5 separate regions of the Mus musculus genome follow, and regions 1, 2, 3 and 5 are each linked to region 4. Evidence: chromatin contacts called from public Hi-C and promoter capture Hi-C data. All regions are on one chromosome and are shown on one strand. Each heading gives the region's core, a stretch centred on a gene start, on an enhancer-like site or on the middle of the called end of the contact. The rest is flanking DNA. Distances are from core to core; before and after follow the strand shown.

Evidence for each region. Promoter capture Hi-C pulls out the DNA fragments that hold promoters and counts their contacts. Hi-C and Micro-C count contacts between places; a contact is called where the count stands out from the background.
Region 1: a promoter capture Hi-C map of pre-B cells shows a contact between it and region 4, with 5 times the contacts expected there. The contact joins the promoter of 1700096K18Rik here to the promoter of Rheb in region 4. A contact is called at or near these places in 6 of 39 promoter capture datasets (the 3T3-L1 cell line, the C10 cell line, the HPC-7 cell line and 3 more), 1 of 484 Hi-C or Micro-C datasets (embryonic stem cells) and 3 of 115 datasets of contacts at active chromatin or transcription factors (large pre-B cells, microglia and pancreatic cancer cells).
Region 2: a contact with region 4 is called in a promoter capture Hi-C map of stem cell-derived epiblast-like cells, with 3 times the contacts expected there. The contact joins the promoter of Actr3b here to the promoter of Rheb in region 4. A contact is called at or near these places in 4 of 39 promoter capture datasets (embryonic stem cells, pre-B cells and stem cell-derived epiblast-like cells) and 2 of 115 datasets of contacts at active chromatin or transcription factors (embryonic stem cells and forebrain).
Region 3: a contact with region 4 is called in a Hi-C map of CD8 T cells, with 2.9 times the contacts expected there. The contact joins the promoter of Klhl7 here to the promoter of Rheb in region 4. A contact is called at or near these places in 1 of 484 Hi-C or Micro-C datasets (CD8 T cells) and 1 of 115 datasets of contacts at active chromatin or transcription factors (bone marrow-derived macrophages).
Region 5: a Hi-C map of CD8 T cells shows a contact between it and region 4, with 8 times the contacts expected there. The contact joins the promoter of 2700038G22Rik here to the promoter of Rheb in region 4. A contact is called at or near these places in 2 of 39 promoter capture datasets (both in liver), 2 of 484 Hi-C or Micro-C datasets (B cells and CD8 T cells) and 1 of 9 other capture datasets (liver).

The regions. Positions count from the first base shown.
Region 1 is chr5:25,528,644-25,531,343 of GRCm38.p6, forward strand. It overlaps 1700096K18Rik (RIKEN cDNA 1700096K18 gene), which reads left to right and starts at 1,375. Exons shown (of 1, transcript NR_027388.1): 1 at 1,375-2,700.
Region 2 is chr5:25,758,682-25,761,381 of GRCm38.p6, forward strand. It overlaps Actr3b (ARP3 actin-related protein 3B), which reads left to right and starts at 1,292. Exons shown (of 12, transcript NM_001004365.2): 1 at 1,292-1,447. The coding sequence starts at 1,404.
Region 3 is chr5:24,099,291-24,102,008 of GRCm38.p6, forward strand. Klhl7 (kelch-like 7) reads left to right here and starts at 1,300. Exons shown (of 11, transcript NM_026448.3): 1 at 1,300-1,584. The coding sequence starts at 1,465.
Region 4 is chr5:24,841,110-24,843,809 of GRCm38.p6, forward strand. It overlaps Rheb (Ras homolog enriched in brain), which reads right to left and starts at 1,252. Exons shown (of 8, transcript NM_053075.3): 1 at 1,076-1,252. The coding sequence starts at 1,127.
Region 5 is chr5:23,849,192-23,851,891 of GRCm38.p6, forward strand. It overlaps 2700038G22Rik (RIKEN cDNA 2700038G22 gene), which reads left to right and starts at 1,406. Exons shown (of 4, transcript NR_045042.1): 1 at 1,406-1,430. Gm42228 (a long non-coding RNA gene) reads right to left here. Exons shown (of 2, transcript XR_880875.3): 2 at 263-939.

The DNA.
Region 1 (2,700 bases), core at 125-2,624, 690 kb after region 4:
AAACAATGGAAATTTGACTGCTACTCAGGAAAGGCAGCCTATTATTTTTGGAGTAACAAATTTGGTCACTTTAGGAACTAAGTCCTGGGACTGCAAAGATGACTCAGGTTCACAGCTCTGGCTCTTCCAGAGGACTTTAGTTCAATTCCGAGCACCCACAAGGTAGCTTGCGACTGTAACTCCGACTGGAATCTAACATCCTTACACAGACATACAGGCAGGCAAAACACCAATGCACATAAAATGAAAATTAATTAAAAAAATTCAATCCCAGGGTGGAGAGATGAAACCTTCTGCAGAGGAGCCCCCAAGTTAGGTGGCCCACAACCAGCGGCTCCAGGAACCCAGCGGCCGCCCTCTCTGGCTTCTGCAGTCAAACCCCGTACCAAGGAACTAGCGAGTTCCAAACCAGTCAGAGATACAAAGGGAGAGGTGAGATCCTGTTTGAAGAAACCTCCAAACCTAAGACACACCCAAAGAAAAGCACTACCCCCACCACCATCAACAACAAAATGTTTGAATGATCTGGGCCGTCCAGTTCCTTTCTGGAACCAAAACCAGCTAATATTGATATTGACGTTTATCACTTAACCCCTCTCCCTGATTTCGAAATGAAGTCTGTTCCACTCAGCCGAATTTAAGGAGAGGTGTGAGGGAATGAAGGCGGTGTGCGTGGGGGCTGGGGAAGAAGGAGTTGAAAGGGGCGGGGTGCGGCGGGGTACAGAGGCAAATGTAGATCGCTGCTACATTGAGTTTGGGACCGGGACCAGGTATCGAGGCCCGGGCTCCCAGACCCAAAGAAAGCAGGAAGAAACGCAGCAAAGAGGGAGGGAAGCCGACAGAAACCGGAATGCCCACGGGAACAAACTCAACAGTGACCAGCTGGAATCCACCGCGGACCATAGGAGGCAAGGCGCCTGGCGCGAGGGGCCAATAGGAGGACGAGCCGAAAGAGGGGCGCTGCAAGGCCAACCCGAGGACCAGCAAGACTGGGGGCGGGGCCTCTGGGACGAAGCCAATGACTGGGAGAGCGGCCTGGGACGCGTGGCCAATGGCAGGGCGAGCTGGGTTGGGGCGTGGCCCCTGGTTTGAAGCCAATGGCAGGGAGTACAGCTTGGGCGAGGCCAGTGGGAGCTCGAGGGTGGGGGAGGAGCCAGACCCGGAAGACAGTGGGGGCGGGGAGCCGCGATGACAACCTGTCAAGTCCACTTCGGGACGAACTAGGTCACGCGCTTCTTGTAGCTCCGGCGCCCCCGCCCCGCGAGGCCCTGCGGGTGGCCCCGGGGCCGGGCCGCACCGCTTCCTCTTCCTGCCCGCGGGGGTGGGGGCGGGGCGGACACCTGCCGTTCGCCGGCCCGCTCCAGCCTTCGGGCTGCCGAAGGTCTCCTAGCCTTCGGGCCAGTGCCCGCCGATCCTCCGGGAGCCAGGTCCGCGATCTCCGGCGCCCGCCGTGGGCTCGGGAAAGCGCACAGCGCACTACTTGTCGCGGAGGGATCCGGCCCCTGAGTTACCTGTTCTCCACTCGGAGCTGACCTCGGTCCAAGGGCCCGCAAGTCCGCCTCACCGAGAAGTAATACAGGTTCGGATCCGCGCCGCCGACCTCACAATGGCGCGGGCGTCCAGCCACTGTCACGCAGCATCCCGTGCGATTATTCGCCCAGAGCCTCACTGCTTAGGGGACCACGGCGGGGCCCTTCTCCCTCTCGCTCATTCAGAAGATGAGAACGTCCCCGCACGACACAACGACGCTGTTTTAACAATACCCAACTAACTCTGCTCTTCCAAACTGCACACACTTAAAGGTGACATGGCCACAGACGCTGGGTTGCAATACTACGCTGGAATTCTGCACTAATTATTTAAAAGCTTTCTTACAGTACTACAGCGAAACGACCGGTTACAAACCTTTCATTTTCGTTCGAACACCGTACTCTAACCAATGGATATTTTGTGAATACTTCTATTCAGTATCTCTAGATTTTTAAAAAAAAAAACCCAAATGTAAAGAAAGACATTACCAAATGAGTGGTTCATCAGTGAAATAATTTGTTTTGCCTTTACATTTTAGCCTTTTTGGAAGGCACATTATTTGCAGTATACACAGATATAAATTTTGTACATTTAAAATAGCCTGTATAGCCTTTTTGTCGTTCTTTCTTGAAGCCCCTCCCACTCTGAAGATTCTTTCGCTTCTATTAATTTTAAGTCTGGTTAAAAAAATAGTGCTTGAGGCCATCCTGGTCTACAGAGTGAGTTCCAGGACAGCCATGGTTAAAAGAGAAACCCTGTCTCAAAAAAACCAAAACAAACAAAAAAAAAATAGTGCTTAAATTAAACATAAAAACAATTAGCATTTACATTTGAATAATGCTTCTTCATGTTTATTACCATGTACATTACTAGGAACTGGAAGTCCAATCTTGTAAAAAATTAAAATTCAAGACAGGCCTTTATAGTGAGGTTATTGTCTTTTCATTATAACTCATTTTTTACAGCCAGCTAATTTTCCAGAGGGAATTACTGTTCCTATCTTTAGTCAATTTGGTTAAGAATTCTTTGCCTTTAAATATATAAAAATGTTTGTGTATGATTTTATTTTTCTGTGAGAGCATTAAGGTTAGAGGACAACTTGTGGGCATGCTATTCTTTTACCTAGGAATGGAACGCATTTCCACCCTGTGACAGGGTCTCATGTATCCT
Region 2 (2,700 bases), core at 42-2,541, 920 kb after region 4:
GGCTCACAACCACCCGTAATGAGATCTGACACCTTCTTCTGGTGTGTCTGAAGACAGCTACAGTGTACTTACATATAATAAATAAATAAATCTTAAAAAAAAAAAGAATTACCCAAGAATGGTCAACTAATCTAATTCTTCTCCTGTGGAAAATCCACAATGCTTTAAGTCCCAGTAAAGACCAAGTGAATTAATACATCTCTAGAAAGTTCCTTTGGCATCACAGTCAAGAACTTTAGAGGCTAACATTTAGGGTGCAAGTGGGGTTTCCAGTAGGTAGGTGTTTTCCTTCTTAAGTCTCCTTTCCACAATGATGCTGGATAATCACCCTATCTTTGATATTAGAAAATATTTCCTAGTAATATTGATGTGGCATTGACTAAGGTCATTTATTCCTTAAGCCTAATTATGCATATGTTGATTTTCTCCCAGGATACATTATGCAGTGCTCTATCATAGAAAGTCATAAGTATTTTTCTACAGTGAAGGTTATTTATTCGTTCAACATTCAGGTGATTTTTATCGGAGCACCAAATGTGTTAAGCATGAAGCCCTGCCCTAGGAGAACCTATAATTCAGGAGAGGTGAACATCTACTAATAAGTACCCAAACTAGCTTTAAGTGTTAGAAATAAAATCAAGAGATTGTTGGGGTAGAGAATAAAGTGAACATTGAAGTGAGAATTAAGAGGAGAAAGGGGCTGGAGAGATGGCTCAGCGAAGAGCACTTGCTGCTCTTCCGGGAGACCCAATTCAGATTCCTGGTGCCCATTCACAGCTGTCTATAACTTCAGCTGCATGGGATCCTAAGCCTCTGGCTTCCAAGAGCACCTGCTCTTACATACATGCACACACCAGCAGACATAGCGACAGATAGACACACAGCCAATAATCTTTAAAAAAAATTGCAGCTAGATAAGCCGGCAGTGGTGGGGCACACCTTTGATCCCAGCACTAGGGAGGCAGAGGCAAGTGGGGCTAGCCTGAACTACCTACCGAAAGAGTTCCAGGGCAGTATGGGCTACACAGAGAAACCCTGTTTCGAAAACAAAACATAACAAAACAAAATTGCAATTTGTAAAAAGGAGAGAAGAGAAAGAATTCAGGCCTCGCAAATGGGGTCATAGTCACCTTATGCATGTTAAAAATAGACTCCAATCTCTTCCACTGCAGGATAGATGCATAGGCTAAAACGCCGGGCTGCCAGCACTAAGGATGGCTGACAAGAGGGCGGAGCGTGCGCGTCCCCGATTGGCCAACTGTAGAGTGACGTCACGAGGCAGAGCCTCTGGGCTCCCGGCAGCTCCTGGGTGGGGAGCGGCGCTGCCTGCGACCCGGCACCTTGGCACTGGGCACCCAGGGGCACGCTGGGGCTGGTGGGGACGGAGCGCCTCGTGGCCGAGCATGGCGGGCTCGCTGCCTCCCTGCGTGGTTGACTGCGGCACCGGGTAAGAGCCGCGCCCCACGCGCCCACTCACGCTTCGCTGGGCGTCCTGGAGCCATTTCCCCGCGGGGTCAGACGGCAGGAGGAGCGCGGAGGGATGGTGCACGGAGGGATGGTGTGCTGAGGGACAGAGCTCAGTCTGAGGGGTTGGGGAGTTTGAGGGATAGAGCTTAGGTGGGGTGGGAGCTGGGGGACGGAGCTCAATCTGAGGGCTTAGAGAGTTAAGGGATGTGGCTCTGAGAAGATGGGGTGCTGAGGGCATGAGGCTGCGGGGTTACCGGGTGGGCTGCACCTTGCCGGGATGTTGCTGCAGATACTTTCTCTGCAGGGCTTGCACCTGAGAGCTCAGAGTAGTTCCTCTCCCCCCCATCCCCGGGGTGCTTGTCACCTGTCCTCATCCTGTGCACTCACGCGCGCGCGCGTGTCACCTTTCCCTACTGATGTACCAACCACCTACTCGTGGAGATGTTTACACGTGCCATGTCAACTTGACACCCAGTCCCCTTTCCCACTCTGCTCTTTTCCACTCTGAAATGGCACAGCCTAGCCCAGCTCCTGCTTTGGTTTGCATACACTTATCTTTGCTCTTAAAACACACACACACACACACACACACACACACACACACACACACACATTAAAAAAAGACTAACATTTTGAAAAAAAAACAGCCCTCTCCTTTTTGGGGAAGTAGATAACTCTTTTCTTTTTTGAAGATGTTAATTTTTCAGAAGAGACCTTAAGAATGGCTTATGCTGTCAGGCTTAGCTAATTTTAGGAAGGTGGCAGCCAAACCTCCAACCTGGGAGTTTGGGAGTACCTGCTGGCATTGCTGACAAAGTACTTCATAAATAGCTTGCAAATAAATTTAGCCTCTTAAAATGTTTTTCAAGGGATGGTAATCCTTTGTCACCGAATAGTCTGTGGCATGTTCTCTTGCAATTCTTTCCTGTAGAAAAATATACTTGGTTTGGTTTCCTTGACAACCTTGTGGGGGTGTCTTCTAATTTGCTACAGTCCATCTCCTACTGATGTGTCTTTCCTTTTGTTGCTCCGGAACCAGCAGTGGTTACAGACTGGAAAACATGTTCTATTTCTGCTAATTTTTCTTTTGGAAATAAACGTTATAGAGAAGTTTTGTTGCCCTGTATTTGAGAAGTTGCTGACTTCCCTAGACTTGCTCAAATCAGTATGGCTCTTGTGGACCATTCCCCCATGTGTTGGCTCCCCTTACTGTCTCACTCTATCTGCCACTCC
Region 3 (2,718 bases), core at 50-2,549, 740 kb before region 4:
AAACAAGATCTGACTCCCTCTTCTGGAGTGTCTGAGGACAGCTACAGTGTATTTACATATAATAAATAAATAAATATATTTAAAAAAAAAAAAAAAAAAGTTGGGTGAGCAGGGACAGGAAGATCTGGAAGGATCTGAGGGAGAGGAAAAATATGATTAGAATATATTTAATTTAAAAGTTATCTTAAATAAAACATGTTGAAAGGGGGCATCATATATATATGACGTCTAAAACTTCCAAAAGGATTTTCTCACTGTGCTGTGGTCCACCAACTTGATGCTCCCACCAGTGTATCTGGTAAACGCCTTGATTAACTTTCTTCCCCCACCTCCTGCAGATAAATATATTTATCTAATCTCTTTTATAAAGAAACATACTGTCCAGGATATGTTCAATCCCTTTTTAGGCCATTGCTGACCCTATGCAGCTTAAAATAATTTATTTAATTTTCTTTTAAGCAGTTATTGTTTTAGATCAACAGCGGTCTAGATCATTTTACATAAAACTTCTGTCTAGTTCTTCATACATCTAGGTAGAAAACTGAGGCTATGTAGAAAGTTCATTACTAGAAATAACGACTTCAGTCCTGTGTATTCCTAAACAGCAAAATAAAAAACTCATTATGAACATGTTTCTGTGAGTTCTAGGACTGAGTTCTGTATTCCAGTAGAACTGCCCGGGGAAACCTCAATAAAGTTGGCTGGAACTAACACCTGCTCTCTAGTTTTTTGGTTTTTTTGATTTTGTTTTTTTCCCCAGACAGGGTTTCTCTCAGTAGTCCACCACTCTCTGCCTCCACCACCACCATCACCCACCAGATCTGTTTTAATGAGAAAGACAGCCTACTAAACAGGCAGGCATGTCACGGAGAGGAGAAATCGACAGGACAATGGTTTTGCTTTCTGAATCTCAAACAAGTAACTCTTGTGCTTATCCTAAATAACCTTTGCCTTGCAGTATGCAATTTTCCTGTAATAGTTACTGAGCGCCTACAATGAGCCCCAGTCTGAAAAGGCAGTGAAGAACTGACCCTGTTCTCAGGGAGCTTACGCCATAGGGAGACGTCTTAGTTTGTTCTATTACACAATTATCCAAAATAGATCATCACGAAATCTAAACCTGGGAAGTCGGCCTTTGGTAGAAGAAAAGCACACGCGAGCTTGGATCAGGCCGAAGGGTACCCACTGTTGAGGACGCCGCACCGCGCGACGCAGCCGGTTGCTAGGGCGTCGCGTGGCTGTGACGCACTGCCCCGCCCCCTCCTCCTTAGAGCGCACCCCCCCCGCCCGACCCAGTGCGCATGCTTGGGACTCCCTTCGCTTGCAACCGTGGCCGAGTTGGCTTCGTCTCGTCCTCCTTCGGCTTTCCCGCAGTTCTCCGAGCTCCGCCGCCGAAGCCGTGCTCCAGACTGCCGCGTGTGGCGGGCAAACTGTCGCCGCGAACCCGCAGAGGGCAAAGAGAGGATGGCCACCTCCGGCGTGGAAAAGAGTAGCAAGAAGAAAACTGAGAAGAAACTTGCGGCTCGCGAAGAAGCCAAGCTGCTGGCGGGGTTCATGGGCGTCATGAACAACATGAGGAAACAGGTGCGGGGCGGTGCGGGGTGGTGCGGGGCGGTGCGGGGCGGTGCGGGGCGGTGGGCAGGGGTCCGGCGGAGGCTGGCGGCGGGGCCGGCGCCTTGGCTGACGGCCTGCTCCGCCACGGGGCTTCCGAGGCCCGCTCGACGGGGACTCCTGCGGCGGGCGGGGGGCCTCCGGGGCGGTTGTGTAACCGGTCTCATCCAGTTCCCCGTGAGGCCTGGAGCCTTCCCTTACCGTGCGGTGTCATCTGGAGCTCTCGGAGGGAGGCTCCCGCCCCGCCGCCCTGTCACCCAAGTGGCACGAGTTGATAAATCACCTGTCATTTAGGGCGACGCCAGTCACCAGTAAATAGCAGTTTTCTAAGGGTTCTGGCGCCACTGTTAACCAAGAGGATCTCTTTGTGCTGTCTTTGATTTTGCCGTGTATTGGAGAAACCGCAGCATTTGGTTGAAAGGTGGGTTATGAAAGGCACGGCTTAACGATGGAGACGGTAGATAGGTGTTTGATAGAATTAACTAGATTATAACCTCCAATAGACCGGTAAGCAGGGGAACACCACTTGGTTGGTTTTTGGTTCCGTGAGTTTTACTTGGTAGAGAACACATTATGGATTCTGGGGATGTTTGTCAGTTTGTTGACTCTGAAATCTGTTTTTCAAGAGGACAAAGCACTACAGATAAGCTTGAGTGATTAAAAAACCTAATTCGGCTTTCTGACGCTTTTGCTGTGAGTATGGGCAGCAGAAGAATCTTAAGATTTATTTCGGAAGATACCAACTCCTGATTTCTTAAGGCCAAACACTGGTCGCAGCAGTCTTCTCTTTGTTCACAAGATGGCACACTGCTCTGGTTGTAGCGGATAGATACTATGTTTTCAATGCCTATATCTTTCCTGGTTTTTATGCTGAAATAGCTGTGAATGGCTGGCTTCTTTATTAAAATGCATCTCTTTTCATATTTGTGTTCTTTTTGTGTAACCTTTTTGAGATCTACAGAATTGATGATTTGAGATTGCAAGTGTCTTTGATGTGTACCTCTAGTGGTAATTAAATCGAACTCACTGGTGCTTAAATTTGTTTAAGCTCATTCTGGTATACTCCTACTGTCCCGAACTGTGGCAGATGTGGGCTGGAGCTTTGCA
Region 4 (2,700 bases), core at 2-2,501:
AGTTCTTGAGGAGAGAAGGTGAAAAGTAAGCAGGCCCTGACTGATCTTGGTCAAAGAGCACAGAGCCGGGCACCAGCAGTGGAAAGCAGGGTGAGAACGCAGAATGAACCGCCTAGCAGGAGCCCATCCAGTGGGGAAGGTGTTCTACTGCCAGACTCTCCACTCCTCAGTGGTCCCTGTCAAACGCACATTTTCTGGAGACAGTTACATCTTTCAAACAGCACTAAAGATGAACGTGACAGTCCCCTGTTCCGGTCGGTCAAAAACAATAAAGCCTCACCCTGCAGCGTGGTTAAGTTCAAATGTCCTGTATCACACGATGGACTGAATACTACTGTCTGGACACCGCGTTCCCTCCCCACCCCACCCAGGACCACCTCTATTCGGCAAAAAGGTGATTACTAGGAACAACTTTAAATGTATGTCAATCGCTTGGTGGTGGTGTTAGGAAAACAAACGGGCTTTTGAATTACTTTAACAGCCTGGTTCCAAGTGCCTGGCCTTGTTTCTCCTCAAAGGGGAAAAGAAAAATAGGACACATTAGAGACGTCTTTCTCCTCTTCCCTGTGCTGGCTGCCAGATGCTACCTAGCTGGCCTGTGAGGGGTCCAGTCTAGGTTTCTTGGAGGCGGAAAACTTGGTAGCCAAACGTCTTGAAGTTTCCCTGTTTTCTTTAAAAGGCTTAACTTCTTTGCAGATGGAAAGGTCACAAGGAGAGGTTTCCTTTGTTGAAATGCCCGGGGCTTGTGGGATTGGGGAAACGGGTGGGGACAGACCGTGCTTAGAGAAGGCGGGACAGATGCGGGGATCCGACTAGGCTGCTCCGGGCCGCAAGACTCCCGGGCAGTGGCCCGCGGCTCCTACGCCGAGGGAAGGACGCGGCCGCCTCGGCCTGCCGCCCCGCCACCTGTCCGCCGCGCCTGGGGACAGGGGAAGGCGCCGCCGCCTCCACTCAAAATGGAGGTTATGAAACGCGCGCCGCCCGCCCGCCCGCCACATGGCCGCGCCGCCACAAACTTCGCAGGCGCGTCCGCGTCCTGGGGCTCAGCCCCGACATCGCCCGGGCCGCCACTCACCCACAGACCGGTAGCCCAGGATGGCGATCTTCCGGGACTTGGACTGAGGCATCTTGGTGGCCTGCTCAGCCCCGACCCAACCACATTAACCGCGGCGGCGGCGGCTCCTCCGGCTCAGACTATCGGCGGCGGCTGCGCCGGGAGAACGCGGCATACAGAGCACGGCGGCGGGCGCGGCTGCCTCTCGCTCGCTCGCTCGCTCGCTCCTTCTCTAGCTCGCTCAACCGCCCGGAACCGAACGCGCGGGCCCTCCCCCAACAACACACCCACGTGACCGCGCGCGGCCCCGTCTGCGCCGCCTCCCGCCGCCGCCTCCCAGCCCGGAACGCGCGGGGGAGCGTCGGGGAAACGTTTTACTTTAAAGGGAAAAAGCGGAGACGCCCCAAAGCCCCCGGAAAAGTCACGACCGAAACTCGCTGCGTCATGACCCTCCCACCTACTTCCGCCGCTTTTTAATTACGACAATCCTGCCCGAGCTCTGACTGGACGGCTCCCAGACTGCCGCGCGATGACGCAATGGAAACTCCGTCTTCTATTGGGGATTGGAAGGGTGGAGCCAAGGAGAGGTGCCGCTCAGCGGGGAGCTAAAAATAAATTCTGTCTGCTTTTGCTCGGCGGGGCGCCTGCGTGGTCCAAAAGCGTGGCCCTACCGGCGGGTGGGCGGGCGGGCAGGCAACTCCTCAGTGATTGGCTAATGTGGGTGCGGGGGCGGAACCAGAGGCGTGAAGCACGGTGATTGGTGAAGTGCTGAGCCGTTGGCCGACTTGCGCCTGCCGGCCCTTAAAAGGAGCGAGGCGCGTGGCCCTAGCTGACGGACTGTAGGTTGGCTGACACCTCGCTTCGCACTTGTCTATACTTCAAATTACCGTCCTGCTATGTTAGCTTTAGTCTGGGCTTAACGTGGGTGGTGACTAAGCTTTATTCGTGGCTGAGGAACTGTGGGAAGAATGAAATCTGTGCAGCTCGCAAATGTCAGAAATTCCATTAAAAGCAGCGCGAGCTGACCAGTCCTGGTGCCGACTCGGGCAACACGCCGGGTGGCACGCACCTCGCACAGACAGGCGCGCGCGTGGGAGTCCTGCAGCCAGATCAGTGCGTCTTTTCATACTGAACACTCGAGAGGTTATTTCTGGAGAAACGTGAAAGTCAGCCATTGTCAAAAACGCCGAGGAAAAGGAGGAGGCTTAGCTGTCTGGTGTGGGCGGGCCATGCCTGAAAAGGGAAGGCTGTCATATTTTCTACAACAGTCGTACAGGCAGAAAGCTCTTGTTTCCAGAGAACTAGAGGAGTTGAGATATCCTCATATTGAAGAACAGGGTGGAAAGCTAGACCCTAGGCCTAGTTCATCGAAGTCCAAACTAAAGGCTAGGCCTGGAAATAAAGGTGCCAAGAGAGAACAGCACACTTGTCCTTAATTTTTTGCCCTTCACAATAGACTTATTTTTATAGGGTCTCACGTAGTCCAGGCTGGCCTGGAATTCTTAGAGATCCACCTGTCACTGCCTCCGAGGTGCTGGGATTAAGTGCTGTTCTGCTACCTTGATCTTTCAATTCTCTTTTCTCTGTCCAAATGCTAGGATTACCGACTTCCAAACCATGTTTATTCGGTGCTTGGGATTGGACCC
Region 5 (2,700 bases), core at 156-2,655, 990 kb before region 4:
GACCTCTGCAGGGCGGGGAGGACTAGTGAAGAGTCTAGCTGAGTCAGTGACGCCCAGTGATAGAACTTGTCTCAAAAAATAATGTGGAGAATAATTGAGGGAAAGAAACACCAACCTGTGACCTCCACGTGCATGGGCAACACGAGCACAAACACAAAGACACTCACGTACACATACTGAGAAACAAATAGAGAAACAGTTTAAGGTGCCTATAGATATGTTCTTGTGTTGGGGTCTAAAAATCCAAAACAACCCGAGCAGGTTCAAGAGTCCCCCCAAAGCAAGATCTTTATTTGAATTAGGCAGCAAAAATCAACCAGTTAGGAACAGCAGCACAGACTCCGTCTGACTGCGTCTTCGAACATCTTAGTAAGTATTTAAGCAGATGACAAAGATGTATTGCACTCGGGCTGCTGCTGATCAATCAGGGCCATAGAAGAGACTCAGGAACTGAACTGCAACCCCAAGCCAGAATGGTACGGGGCTTTTAAGCTTGAAATCCATAAACGTCTGTGCTAAGTTATCCCACCAATCAGGACTTAGGGGTAGGGGACTTCCTTAAGAGCACGTCTTTGTGGTGCACTTACTCTGTTCCTACAGGACTCAACTGCAGCGTTCATGTTGAAGTGCACTCACCTAGCATCCATGCTTCTACTCACCAAGCAGGAAGTCAGTTACCCAGGGAGGTCTTGGGAACTTAAACTTTGAGTTAAGGCCTGTTCCAAATGGCTTCAGTTGGTTCCTTCTTACACCACTGTCTTCTGAATTCTCCTCTTGCGTTCCCACAAGCAATGGATGAGTGGGGTCTGGGGTGCAGGCGTTTTGATAAGTGTGTAAGTGGTACCATGGTGGTGTCTTACTTTTCAGTTCCTCAGTGGCCTGTGACGCTTAACATACCAAGAGCACACAAAGAGTAGGCAACTCTTTTGAGGGCTGTTGCTATAAGGAGAAATAAAAGGTGGCTTACTTGTGGCAGGATGTAGCAGGAATTTAATGGCGGATGTTTTGGTCTGTTTGGTTGGTTTACGTTTTGTTTTTACATGGCTAGAGAGATGGTTTGCCGCTTAAACAGTGTTCTGTTCTTGTAGAGGACCTGAATTTAGTTCCCAGCATTCAATTTAGGAGGCTCACAGCTGTCTGTGAGTCCAGCTCCAGGGAAGCTGACACCTATGTCTGGCATTTTGAGCACATGCAAATATCACAGACAGACATAGTTTAAGTCTTTTTGGGGAAGCGGGCGGGGCCAGTGGCTCTGGTGCCGCCAGGGGGCGCGTGAGGGCCGGCGCTGGAGTCAGGCGGGAACGGGGGAAGGGGCGGGCAGGAGGGGCGCTGGGCCACTCTGGTTGGCTGAGCCCCGGTGCTCAATGTCCGGTCGGTTTTAAACTCGGTCCCGCCCTGGCGCCCAGCTCTTCCGCCGCGGCGCGCTCCTGGTAAGTACTCTCCCCATTGCGAGTCCCAGGACCACGCCACGTGGTCTTGGCGATTTTCACGGCGCTCGCCCGTGGCGCGGGTCCCTGCCCATACGCGTCCCTTCTGTGTGGGACAGGCGATCAGCCTTGCGCTGCCCGGATTTGTCCCCTCTCGGATGGAGGCGCGGCGTCCGGACAGCCCGGGTCCTGGGCACACTCGGGGCTTCCCGCCCGCCCAGGACTCCGATGACGGGGACATCGACTATTTAGGAAGCGAATGAGATCAGAGCTCGGAAAGTAGCAGGAGGCAGGATAATCCCAGTGTCAGCAAGGGCAGGGGTGATTTCGCCCACGCAGGCGCGTCCTCGCCGCCGCACGTGTCCTTTAATTGCTGCTTGGCACAAAGGCTGGGCTTTTTGTTTTGTGCTCATTTGTTTTAAGGTTTGAGGGTATATTCAGGCGGATACCTGCAACCGAGTCCAGCAGGGACCTCTGCCTACAGGACCTGGATTACCCTACTGCTGACACAGACCCAGCCTGTCTGGGTTTTGGGTCCTGGGAGAAATCTGAGCCACTGGATTAGCACTTAAGCAAGGTGACTTATAAGCAATGATTTAGGAATCGTGATTTGGAATTCCTAAGACCGGGTATAGGTGTTTAGCGAGCACCCAGGAGTCCTCCCTGTTTAAGAGGTGACTGATTGAGACACCAATTAAAAGTAAATATCATGGTTGGAGAGATGACTCAGTGGTTAAGAGTACTGACAGCTCTTCTAGAGTTCCCGAGTTAAATTCTCAGCAACCACATGGTGGCTCACAACCATCTGTAATGAGATCTGATGCCCTCCTCTGGTGTTGTCTGGAGATAGCAACAGTGCACTCATATAGAAGAAATAAATCTTTTTAAAAGATTATTAGATTATTGAGACAGATTGTCATACTGGCCCAGAGAATATTTGTGCTCTAGGACCCTAAGTATTGGCATTTATGGACATAAGCCACTGTGCCTGGTAAAGGACATTTTAGAGGAAAAATAGGCTTGTGGGCTCTTGTAAACAAGTTCCCTGTGTTGTAGTTTTCTTTCCGTTAGAGGTTAGGGTTCTGTTGAGCCCCTTCGAGAGTGAAGGGCAGCATGAGCCACCTTCTAAGGTAAGGAGTTATTTTTCCCTTCCTCATTCAGGCTCAGGAGACACATCTGACGCTGCTTCTGGTTTTGAAATCAGAGAAAATGTTTCACTTTCTTAAAGGAAGAGTACTGCTATTACCTGCAGTACTATTTGCTTCTAAACATT